3 separate regions of the Zea mays genome follow, and all the other regions are linked to region 3. The links are chromatin contacts, called in public Hi-C maps. All regions are on one chromosome and are shown on one strand. Each heading gives the region's core, a stretch centred on a gene start, on an enhancer-like site or on the middle of the called end of the contact. The rest is flanking DNA. Distances are from core to core; before and after follow the strand shown.

Region 1 (3,236 bases), core at 367-2,866, 770 kb after region 3:
CCTTCCATTTACCCCAATCTGAGCGTTTTTTACACTCTGTCATGGATTGGGGTTCTGGGTCAATGAGGATGTCCGCAATTTCCTCAGAGAAATAGGTGTCGACAATGGTAGCCTTTCGGTCAAAGGACTTTCCAGATTCGATGTAATTAATGGCAAGTTCGTTCACCCTTAAAGGTTCATCAACATTTCCCAGGTCGATAATCCTCGAGTTTTTCGATGCCCCCACTTTGGATATGCGCATTCTTAAAGGGGTTTGTGGATCATGTCCACTTTCATCAATGATTAATTGATGTGCATTCACCCACGACGCATCACAGATATAAATGGACACAGGCTCGACAGGGTTAGGGATTAACCCTAGACACATGTCGCCGCCGCACTAGAGAATCACCGGCTGCCAGACCCCAGTTGCTGTTCACAGCATCCGCCCACCGCCGCCATTTGCAGCAGCAGTGCCAACGCCGTTCTCTACAGTAACTGTGCCACGACTGCTCCTTGCAGCAGCGTCTCCGCGCGGTCTGCCGCCATGTGCTGCCATCTCCACGCCCTCCTCCGGCAACGATGCACCAGCGTCCATGGGCCCGAAGCCATTGGGAAGCCCCGGCACATGCCCGGTGCGGATCCAGCCGCGGCTTGGAGCCGCCGTCGCGCCCGCGGTATCGCTCATCGGAGCCCTCCATGGGGAAACCACCTCAGTGGTTACCGCCGCGGCAGGAGGAGGTGTCGTCTCTGGCGGTGGAATGTTCCACCCGTGCACCGGGCAAAACCCCGGTGGAAACTCAGTACCAGCAGGGTATGCCATCGGTGGTGGGATGACCTGCAGCGGCACCGGCTGGAGGAAGTCCGTCGGTACGGGTACGAAAACCGTCTCCGTGGCCCTCGGCACGCGCACATGACGATGATGAAACCCTGCAACGCCGCTGCGGAGGAGGCTGCGCCGTATGGCGGCCTGGAGACGAGCGCGAGCCAGGATGCCGAAGCGGTTCCCACGACGGAACTCGCGAACCACAGCCGCTGTCACCATGGAAACCACAAGGTTGATGTTCGGCATCTCACCTTTTCTGGTTCTTCACGAACTCCGTCTCTTCTGCGTTGGTTGCTTCTCTTCTCTGTTGGTTGGAGCGAAGTGCTGATAACGTGTTTGGAGAAATGACGAAATGGAGAGAACTGATCTTTCATTAATGACTGTGTACACATATATATACATCTTGAACATACGTGAAACTGCTATCTCAGACAGACACAACCCTTCACTTGTTAACTGCTTAATCTAGATTAGTGGACGAGATTAATCCACGTCACTGATCCTCAACAGTAAGGATAGAACCAAGACAAATTTTAACAGTCGATGCTAACCGTCCATATATCTAGTCGCGTCAGCGGTCGTTAAAGACCGAAGTTAATTAGAACCGGCCTTAACATGTAGCCGTAGGTAACTAGGTCATGATGGACCTGTGTGAGGCTGAGCCAACGGCCTCCAGGCCCAGTGGCCCGGCGGTCCCCGACTCCCAACAACCCCCGCGTAGCCTGCGTGGCTGTGTGCGTGCCTACGGCAGCCATCGGCCTCGGTCAGCCAGTATTCCGTGCAGACTGCAGACACAAAAGTCACGCGTGTCGGCGTCGTGACGCCATCGCGCGCTCGCGGGCAATGTTTTTCCCACACGCACCGCGTCGGGCAATGTTTTACGCGGCCTGTCAAGGACGCCAAGAAGTTACTGCCTTTCTCCCTCTCAGCGCCTCAGCGGCGTTCCCGTCTCCTCGTTCTCTCGCTCACCCGGCTCCGTCGGCCATGAACACACGAGCCAGCGCGCCAAGCACCGGCCACCGTCTCCGGCCTTACCTGACCTGACCTGACCGGCTGCATCGATGGTTCCGCAAATACCCGACCCCTGCGACGACGATGGCCAAGATCACCGGTGCCCGCCTGCTGCGGCTCTACCTCCCCCGTGGCCTTACCCTCCTCTTCCTCCCCCCGCCTCCCACGGCCGCAGCACCTTCGTCACGGCTCTCATCATCGCCACCTCGGTGCTTGTCTTCCTCGCTCTCTGCCTCTCCATACTTGTCTTCGTCCGGCGCAGGCGGCTGCGGCGTCGTCGAGAGGCGCTCCTTGAAGCCGCCTTGGCACCGGCGGCGGCCGCCACCTTCCCCGACGAAGGCGAAGGCGACGGCGGTCCCGGCGGAGAGGTCGTGCACCACGTGTGGCACATCCGGACCGTCGGGCTCGACAACGCGGCGATCGAGTCCATCGCGCTTACGCGGTACTGCGCCGGCGGCGTGCTCGGCGCTTCCGACTGCACCGTCTGCCTCGGCGAGTTCCAGGACGGCGAGCTCCTCCGGCTGCTCCCCAAGTGCGCCCACGCGTTCCACGTTGAGTGCATAGACACCTGGCTCCGGGCCCACGTCAGCTGCCCGCTCTGCCGCGCCGACGTGATGGACCCAGGCGCCGCGGCCGCCGACGCCGACGCCGAGCAACCCCCGGGGACCGACGCCGCCGACGCCTCGGCCGAGCGATCCGCAAGCAATACCCCAACCACGGAACTGGAGCGGCTCGATCAGCAGGCCAACGAGCACCACCAAGAGCTGCGAGTCCAAATCGATCAGCCCGACCACTCCAGCTCGCTGGAACTGGAACGGCGACGTCGGCAGGTTCGGCACCACGGAGCACGGGCACAGAACTTCCGGCGGGTGGCTTCCATGGACTCGCGGTCGCCGCCGCCGGTGTCAGCCGAGGTCGATCCTGAAGGCGAGCCGGCCGGCCGCGAGGAGCAGGGGACATGCGGTGCTGTTTGCTGCGAGGTGTCACCAGAGCCTGCTGAGCTGAAGAGGTCATGGTCCGCCAGCAGCCGGTGGACGCTCCTCTAGCGGCATTGCCGCGCACGCAGCTCGCTCCTGCCGCTGTGATGGGACGGAAGATCTGTATCTTGTTTTTTGCCTGCCACTGATCACGCTTGTTTCTGCTGATACTCTGTACAGTTTTCAATTTCAGCGCGGAGGTTCGCTGAACAGTCACACCTGCATTGTGGTGTTCAGCTTGCTTGTTCTTTGCAAGATTCAGAGGAATGCTTCGGCTGCTGTATAAAAACTCAAATATGTCCTTCCTGTAACTGAAACTCCATCTGTTTTATATTTCTTTTTTTCTTTATCCGAGCTCAGCGTATCTCTAACTGGAACTTGAAACTGTTTCGATACGAAAGTGATCTGTAAATATTGATATGATTTTTACCATTCGGCATGAT
Region 2 (3,508 bases), core at 869-3,368, 620 kb after region 3:
GAAAACAAATCAAATGGAAATCAAGCGAATGAACATGGTGATTTGTTTTACCGAGTTTCGGTTCCAAAGAACCTAATCCCCATTGAGGTGGTCACAAAGACCGGGTCTCTTTCAACCCTTTCCCTCTCTCAAACGGTCACCTAGACAGAGTGAGCTTTCTCCTTAATCAAACGGGTCACTTAGACCCCGCAAGGACCACCACACACTTAGGTGTCTCTTGCTTTGATTACAAGTCACTTTGGAACTAGAATTAAGAGGGAAGAAAGCGATCCAAGCAACAAGAGCGCAAATGAACATGAACACACACTCTCTCAAGTCACTAGGTGGTTGGAATGAATTTGGGACTTGAAGAGGCTTTGATCTTTTGATTTGTGTCTAGGAGTGAATGCACTAGCTCTTATATTGAATGAAAACTTCAGAAGACTTGGATGCTTGGAGTTGTGGTGGTTGGGGGGTATTTATAGCCCTTAACCACCAAGAAGCCGTTGGGGAAGGCTGCTGGTCCGGTGCACCACCGGACTGGTCCTGTTCACTATCCGGTGCGCCGCCACGTCACCCAACCACTAGGATTCGGGAGCAGTCGACCGTTGGCACCGTTGTCTTCTTGTGTCACCGGACAGTCCGGTGCCACACCGGACAGGTACTGTTCACTGTGCGGTGCGCCTTTGACTCTGCGGCTCTGACTCTGCGCGCACTGTTCCTCTGTCAGCCCCTTTTGCAGTCGACCGTTGCGCGAGTTAGCCGTTGCTCCTCTGGCACACCGCACAGTCCGGTGAATTATAGCGGAGCGCGCATGCTGAAACCCGAGGGTGGCTGGTTCAACCCTGTATGGCCCTGGTGCACCGGACACTGTCCAGTAGCACACCGGACAGTCCGGTGTGCCAGACCAGAGCACTCTTGGTTTCTTTTGCTCCTTTGAATTTGATCCGTAACTTGAATATTTATTGGTTTGTGTTGAACCTTTTTGCACCTGTAGAACATGTATTCTAGAGCAAACTAGTTAGTCCATATATTTGTGTTGGGCATTCAACCACCAAAATTAATTGTGGGAAAAGGTTAACCCTATTTCCCTTTCACTCTCTCCCATCATGCCTTCACCTCCGCGCCACCCCATTCTCGGCAGAGGGAGTAGGAGCATGCGCCTCCTTCTCGTATTCGTCCGACACCAGCCCCGACACCGACTCGCGCAGTGGCTATTGCACGTCCACGAGGACGTTTCACATCATGTGTGCACCATCGTTTTCGCCGTTGTCGGACGTCCCGTTCGTCTTCCCGGCCTTCACGCTGTTCTTCCTCCCCAGCCTGCTGCCCCCGCCCACGGTCGCAGCCGCGAGCCGACCGACGCTCGTCGACACGGGTACGGTCATGCTCCTGGCCTTTCTCCGTGCGTGCCGTCGAGGAGGGCATGGTGACGCCTGCCACGCTTAGGTTATCTTGGCGATGAGGAGTCCAGGTCTGAATATTGGACAACCAAGGCCCGTAGCGTGGCAGCGGTCGGCATATGCTACGGAGTTGGTGGTGGTGTTGTGTCGCTTCGGCGAGTCTAAGGCTGGGAAAACACTTGCATTCTCTCGTCCTTCTCGGATTGACGTCTGGTGCGTGTGCCTCTCAGTTTGGAGCTGCTCCGGCTGGGGTTCTTCCTCCGCTTGCGTGCTCTCTCCCTATATATCTAGCGGTATACTATCTATGTCGACTCCAGATGTCCAGGTCTTCGTCGTGTCCTTCTTCGACAACGAACATGTATGTCCGCTTCTTTCCTTCCCCTCATGCTCTACGAAACCTTGGAAGTGGGAGAGACGAGGGATGGAGGTCTCTGATTTGCTGTCTATGGTACTCGTGCGTTCATAAAAAATATTATGCGAAGAGCGGAGACAATCAATAAAAAATCTTAAAATCTTTTTATAAATAATTTATATGGATATTGTTATGAGCCGTCGCAACGCACGGTTAACCGATTAGTTTATACTAATTTTTAACTTCTATAGCAATACATAAGCGTATATCTAGTCTTTTTTAAAATATTAAATTTATAGTAACAATTTAGATAACACTTTCGTCTCAATTGCCATCTATTCGTCTCCCACCCCACCCGCACCAAACCCCTAATCACCACACAACCAAAACCCAAACAACACGTGTCCTCCTACAATTGCCGACGTCGCCGTCGTCTTCGCCAGAGCAGCGCCAGCGGTAAGACATTCCGGCCCGCTCCCGCTCCTTCCCGTTGTCTCGTAAGCTGCGAGGAATCCCCAGCTCGTCTTGCCCCGGTTCGGCTTGTACTAGATCTCGCGTTCCGACGGGGCTTCCCGTTGTTTTTTTATCCTTGCTCCTGGATTTTATCAAAATTCGAGCTAGTTTGCTTAATCCGGCGCGCGCTCTGTTGTGGTTCCAGGTTGTTTTGTATCTCCTCGTCGGACCCAGCGTTCCAGTCGAGCATGGCTTCGATTCCGCCTCCGTCTTCCTCCGTCGCTGCCCTCACCCGCCAACCGTAAGAAGCCCTTGCTTGCGCGCCCTTGCTGGTTCGCATGTTTGCGCCGGCTCGGTTTGTTCTTGAGGAAACAGGACGGAGGGTTTGCTCCTACTGGCATTTGTTTCTGGCTCGGTTTGTTGATCGTCTTTGATTTGGTCTGCTTTGGAACACAAAAACCGCAACCAAAGTGCACGTTTTTGTATGCCTGATATAATCTGTCTCAACCTGTGTGAACTAGTCAGTAAACTCAATAATTGGTGAAACGCAGGAGAACATAGGTACAGCGGGATACATTTTTTTTTCACTTGACAGTGATGTGAAAGAGTATCCTTGGGAGTCGGAACTCAACTAGAGATTTTTTTTGCGAGAATTCTAACGTTCATTCGTAAGGCTACACTCGTTTGGGTGTTTGAGAATGATTGTTGGTTTCTGATCGCCTGTTTGCTACAACGCAGGGCCCAGTTCTTGAAATGGTGCAGTGTATCCAAGGAGACAAAGGCATCGGTCTGCAGTTTCTTGGCTACAAATTCAAACAGCACTAGGGTGAAATCAGTGGGCTTGAGAGTAGCATTATCCTTCAAAAATGATGGTGGTTATCCAGCTGACGGTTTCTCTGGGAATGGCAACACGCTATTGCCAAAAAGCACATCCGTTCGTGGCGAGGACCATCCGGTTGCTGATCCTGTACTCCCAATGGATTCAATGATGACGCCAGAAATCCTCTCTGCTAATTTGGCACTTGTTATGGACAAGTTCTCAGATGATGACACAGATACTGAACTTGATTTGGATAGCCCGACAGAGGGCTTCGCGTCGATTCCAGATGCCATTGAGGACGTACGGCAAGGAAAAGTTAGTACATCTTTAAATGTTCTTATGATATCTATTACTTCCATCTTAAAAAAAAACTCAGCCCGGGAATGAAAGACCACCCTCCTAGTATTATATTAAGAAGAGACCGAAACATGGTCTCGGTCAAAAAAAAAATCCTCAAACCCTGACCCCATCAGTAGCGGGCTATCACCGCCCACTCTGCAA
Region 3 (3,492 bases), core at 704-3,203:
GGCCCAGAGCTCCCTCATGCCAGCGTCGACAAGAGGGTAGCCAGTCCTCCCTTGTCTCCAGACCTTGAAGTGCACCTCATCGACGACCCAGGGGAAGAACCTGAGGTGCGACAGAAGGGGCTTCTCAAGGCTGCAGGGGTGGTTGAAGGTGAGGTACCTCGAGTACTCCCGCAGGCCGATGGCGCGGAGGAATAGCGTGCAGCTCTCCTCGCCGGCGCGGTCGCCGTCGTTGCTCCACATCAGCTGCTTCATCCGCACCTGGTGGAAGACCTTGCGGACGCTGAGCTCGCCGAAGTGCAGGTACGGAGACAGCAGGGACGTGCTGGCGCTGTCGGCCTTCTTGTGGTTCGCGGAGTAGTCGACCAGCGGACCGTCGAGGAAGGCCGTTAGCGCCTTGTCAGCGTTCTGCCACCCTGGTGACCACGCTCGTGCGAGCAGCGCATTGCTGCCCTTCTCGGACTCGTCTTCAAAGATGAGCTCGTCCCACGGACACCTCGACAGGTCACCTGTGGAGCTCAGCATTTTTCACGTCATCCAGTGTGGCCATTAGAACTCTGTAGGCAAATGCATTTGGATACCTGAATTGATCCTCTTGGGCGGCAGCAGTGGTGCGGCAGGGTCCGGCATGCACAGGCACCTGTTCCAGAATGGCGCGAACATGGTGAAGGGGAAGCCGTCGTCGTCGAGGACCTCCCACGGCTCGTACAGCAGATCGGCGTTGAAGGACTGCACAGTGATGCCCTCCGCCGACAGCTGCTCCTTCACGCGGTGGTCCCGGACCAGCGATAGCGGGTCTGCACGGCGGGCACGAGACAGCGATCGGTGAGGAATCGAGGACCGTTCGTGTCAACCGGGCCCCAAAGTTTATTTTTATTGATGGTTCTTGGGAGAAAAGGAAACTCCAAAGAAGAAAGATGCAGGTTGTTTTGTTTGGTGAGTACAATTGGCTGGGTGCAAGGACTTTTTGGAATTAAGGAGGGCGACGGCGACGGCGACCAAAGTCAGTAAGGCAGGATGCTAATTGCTAAACTAAGCTTGGAGTTGGTTTACGTGTGGAGTATATGAGATATCCATTAATGGCAGATATACGAAAGCGAAACTGTTCATGGAAAGATCCTCTTCTCTAAAATTCTGTATATATATCCTGTGATTTACTATTTAGATAGTGAAGTACGGGATCCCGTTCAACCAAACCCGATAGAGCAAGGCTAGAATACCATGATAAAAAATCGATTTTTGACACGAAGTCAAGCTGACGATTTGCATATACTGTGGCAAGAAGCCAAGAACAGCTGCAACATGTAGCAAGGCGTAAAACAACACCTAGAGCAGAGCAGAGAGAGACAGAGAGGGGGGATCGAACCGTAGAGTCGGTTGAAAAAGAGGTGGGTGGCGCCGGTGCTGCGGACTAGGTCGATCAGCGCGACGACAGCGTCGCTGGAGCGGCGGGTGACGAGGCGGCAGGCGCCGAGCCGGCGGAGCGAGGCGTCGAGGTGCTTCAGGCTTTGGCTGAGCCACCACCGGGACACCCTGCCGGGGTAGTAGGGCCCGTCCTCCTCTGGCGACCACACGTACGCCGGCACGACCTCCCCGGCCGTCCGAGCGGCCGCCGCCAGCGCCGGGTTGTCCTCCACACGCAGGTCTCGCCTGAACCAGACCACCGTCCGCACCCCCGGCTCCCCGCCGCCGCTCATCGAGGACTGCGATGCTGTCATGGCACCCTCACCCTATCCGGCACGGCTGACCAAGAATTCCAGACACAGCAAGCTCTTGGCCCTTTGGCAAGATCCGCAGCAGCTCAATCAAGAATCGGTCAAGCAGCCAAGAACAAGCTCTTGGCTCCCTTCTATGACTATCAGTTGCGCAGGCGAATCAAGCTGCTTCACGCACTGAGCCAGGATTGCTCCAGGAACTGCGGAAAGGCTGGACTGGATGGGCCTCTTCTCTTCAGAGAGGCTGCAGTGGAGATCGGATAATCTGACAAATCCAATCTACCCTCCTCTGATTGAAAATCTGATTGAAAAAAAGGGTCCAGAGTATTTTTTTTCGCCTGGGGAATCGATGATGTTGTGCAGAGATTGGCAGAGGGGCTCTGGGTTGCGGGAAAGGCGAGGGTGTGGTGTGGTCCAGTGCAGAGGGAGGCCTGCGGATATTGGGATTGGTTGGTTCGGATTTGCTCTTGCCTCGTCCTCTTTGCCATTTATCTCCTCGTGCTCGCCTGCGCTTGGCCTTTCCCATAACATATTCCCTCTCCATTTTTGTTTTCCTTTTGTTTTCCCATTTTGCGTGGGCCATTAGATTCCCGTTCAACTCATAAAATTTGGTCAAGTTTATGAAGCATGTTATTAGGAACTTTAGAAAATCATAAAACTGAAGTTATAAACTTTTAGAAGACATAAATAAGTTATTTTGTTTTATATTCAGGTTAAAAATATATTTTTAAAAATGTTTAAATTTATAGTATACAACATAACTTAACACTGAGCCTGGAACCTAGAGCACTGTCAATCACCCCCTTAGCCACTGGCATTATCGCTTGTAACTTTTTTTTGCCACGTCCGATCGGATGTAAAAGTAATTTTTAAAAAATAAACTTATTTTCTATTATGTATAAAAAACTTTCTAAGGTTTAAAAATTATCTAAAAATAATATTCTATAAAACATGGTACTCTGTCATCTAATATTGAGGCTAATTAGGCTATCTTCAGCAGATCGTACATTTGACCGTGTAAAATAGCACTGTAGATATCACTATTTACAGATTAAAGTTTAAAATAAAGATATGATATAGGACGTGATAGAAGAGCTGTTGGAGATAATCAAAGGGCGATGTCACACCCGGTTTTAAGAAACAAAGCCGGGTGCATCTCATACATGCGCCAAGAAGACAACATATATAATAACAGAGTGTATAGAGATAAATGTCACAATATAACCAGAGTACTTATTACATAGCGGGAGTCTTACAAAATAAAATATAAATATAAAACAAACTAAGGATCATCCTTGGCGCAAGTCAACTAGAAGACGCCACCTAGATCGAATCGAACACCTCGTTGTGTGGCTACTCTTGAACCACCTATTCTTTTCTTGTGGGGGTGTGAGATAGCAAGGGTGAGCTCACACGTGTTCATCGGTCAACAAGTTGTGGGGAATAATGTGTATGAACTCACTAAAGATGGGAGTTCATGTAATGTGCAAAGCTGATCAGCAATAGGGGTTTAAGCTGAGCATTGCTTTTAATAAGTTGGTCAAAATTTTATTAGCAATTACTAAATGTAAGTAAATACCAAACCATAATAAATAATAATAGAACAAAATTAATACCAAACCATAGTAAATCCCATGTCGCCAGGGTTTGCAAGGCCCTTAGACACTACCGAGGTGAATGGCTAGGGATCCACTACAAGGCCTTTACAAAGTTCCACTAGCTTCCGAAAACCCGCTACAGTTTATGGGAAGAGCACTTGCAAGAATCCCCCATCTGACCG

The links. A called contact is a pair of places that touch in the nucleus more often than the background predicts.
Region 1: a contact with region 3 is called in a Hi-C map of leaf mesophyll, with 2.4 times the contacts expected there. The contact joins the promoter of LOC103653664 here to the promoter of LOC100502533 in region 3. A contact is called at or near these places in 2 of 25 Hi-C or Micro-C datasets (ear and leaf mesophyll).
Region 2: a contact with region 3 is called in a Hi-C map of ear, with 7 times the contacts expected there. The contact joins the promoter of LOC100383821 here to the promoter of LOC100502533 in region 3. A contact is called at or near these places in 3 of 25 Hi-C or Micro-C datasets (ear, leaf and tassel).

What each region holds. Positions count from the first base shown.
Region 1 is chr4:128,097,031-128,100,266 of Zm-B73-REFERENCE-NAM-5.0, reverse strand. LOC103653664 (RING-H2 finger protein ATL5) reads left to right here and starts at 1,616. Exons shown (of 1, transcript XM_008680492.4): 1 at 1,616-3,236. The coding sequence starts at 1,867. The coding sequence ends at 2,862.
Region 2 is chr4:128,251,601-128,255,108 of Zm-B73-REFERENCE-NAM-5.0, reverse strand. LOC100383821 (Bifunctional riboflavin biosynthesis protein RIBA 1 chloroplastic) reads left to right here and starts at 2,118. Exons shown (of 8, transcript NM_001319060.1): 1 at 2,118-2,190; 2 at 2,393-2,488; 3 at 2,926-3,322. The coding sequence starts at 2,436.
Region 3 is chr4:128,871,563-128,875,054 of Zm-B73-REFERENCE-NAM-5.0, reverse strand. It overlaps LOC100502533 (cryptochrome 2), which reads right to left and starts at 1,953. Exons shown (of 5, transcript NM_001197008.1): 1 at 1,364-1,953; 2 at 579-794; 3 at 1-506. The coding sequence starts at 1,715. It also overlaps a transcript of LOC100277665 not described here.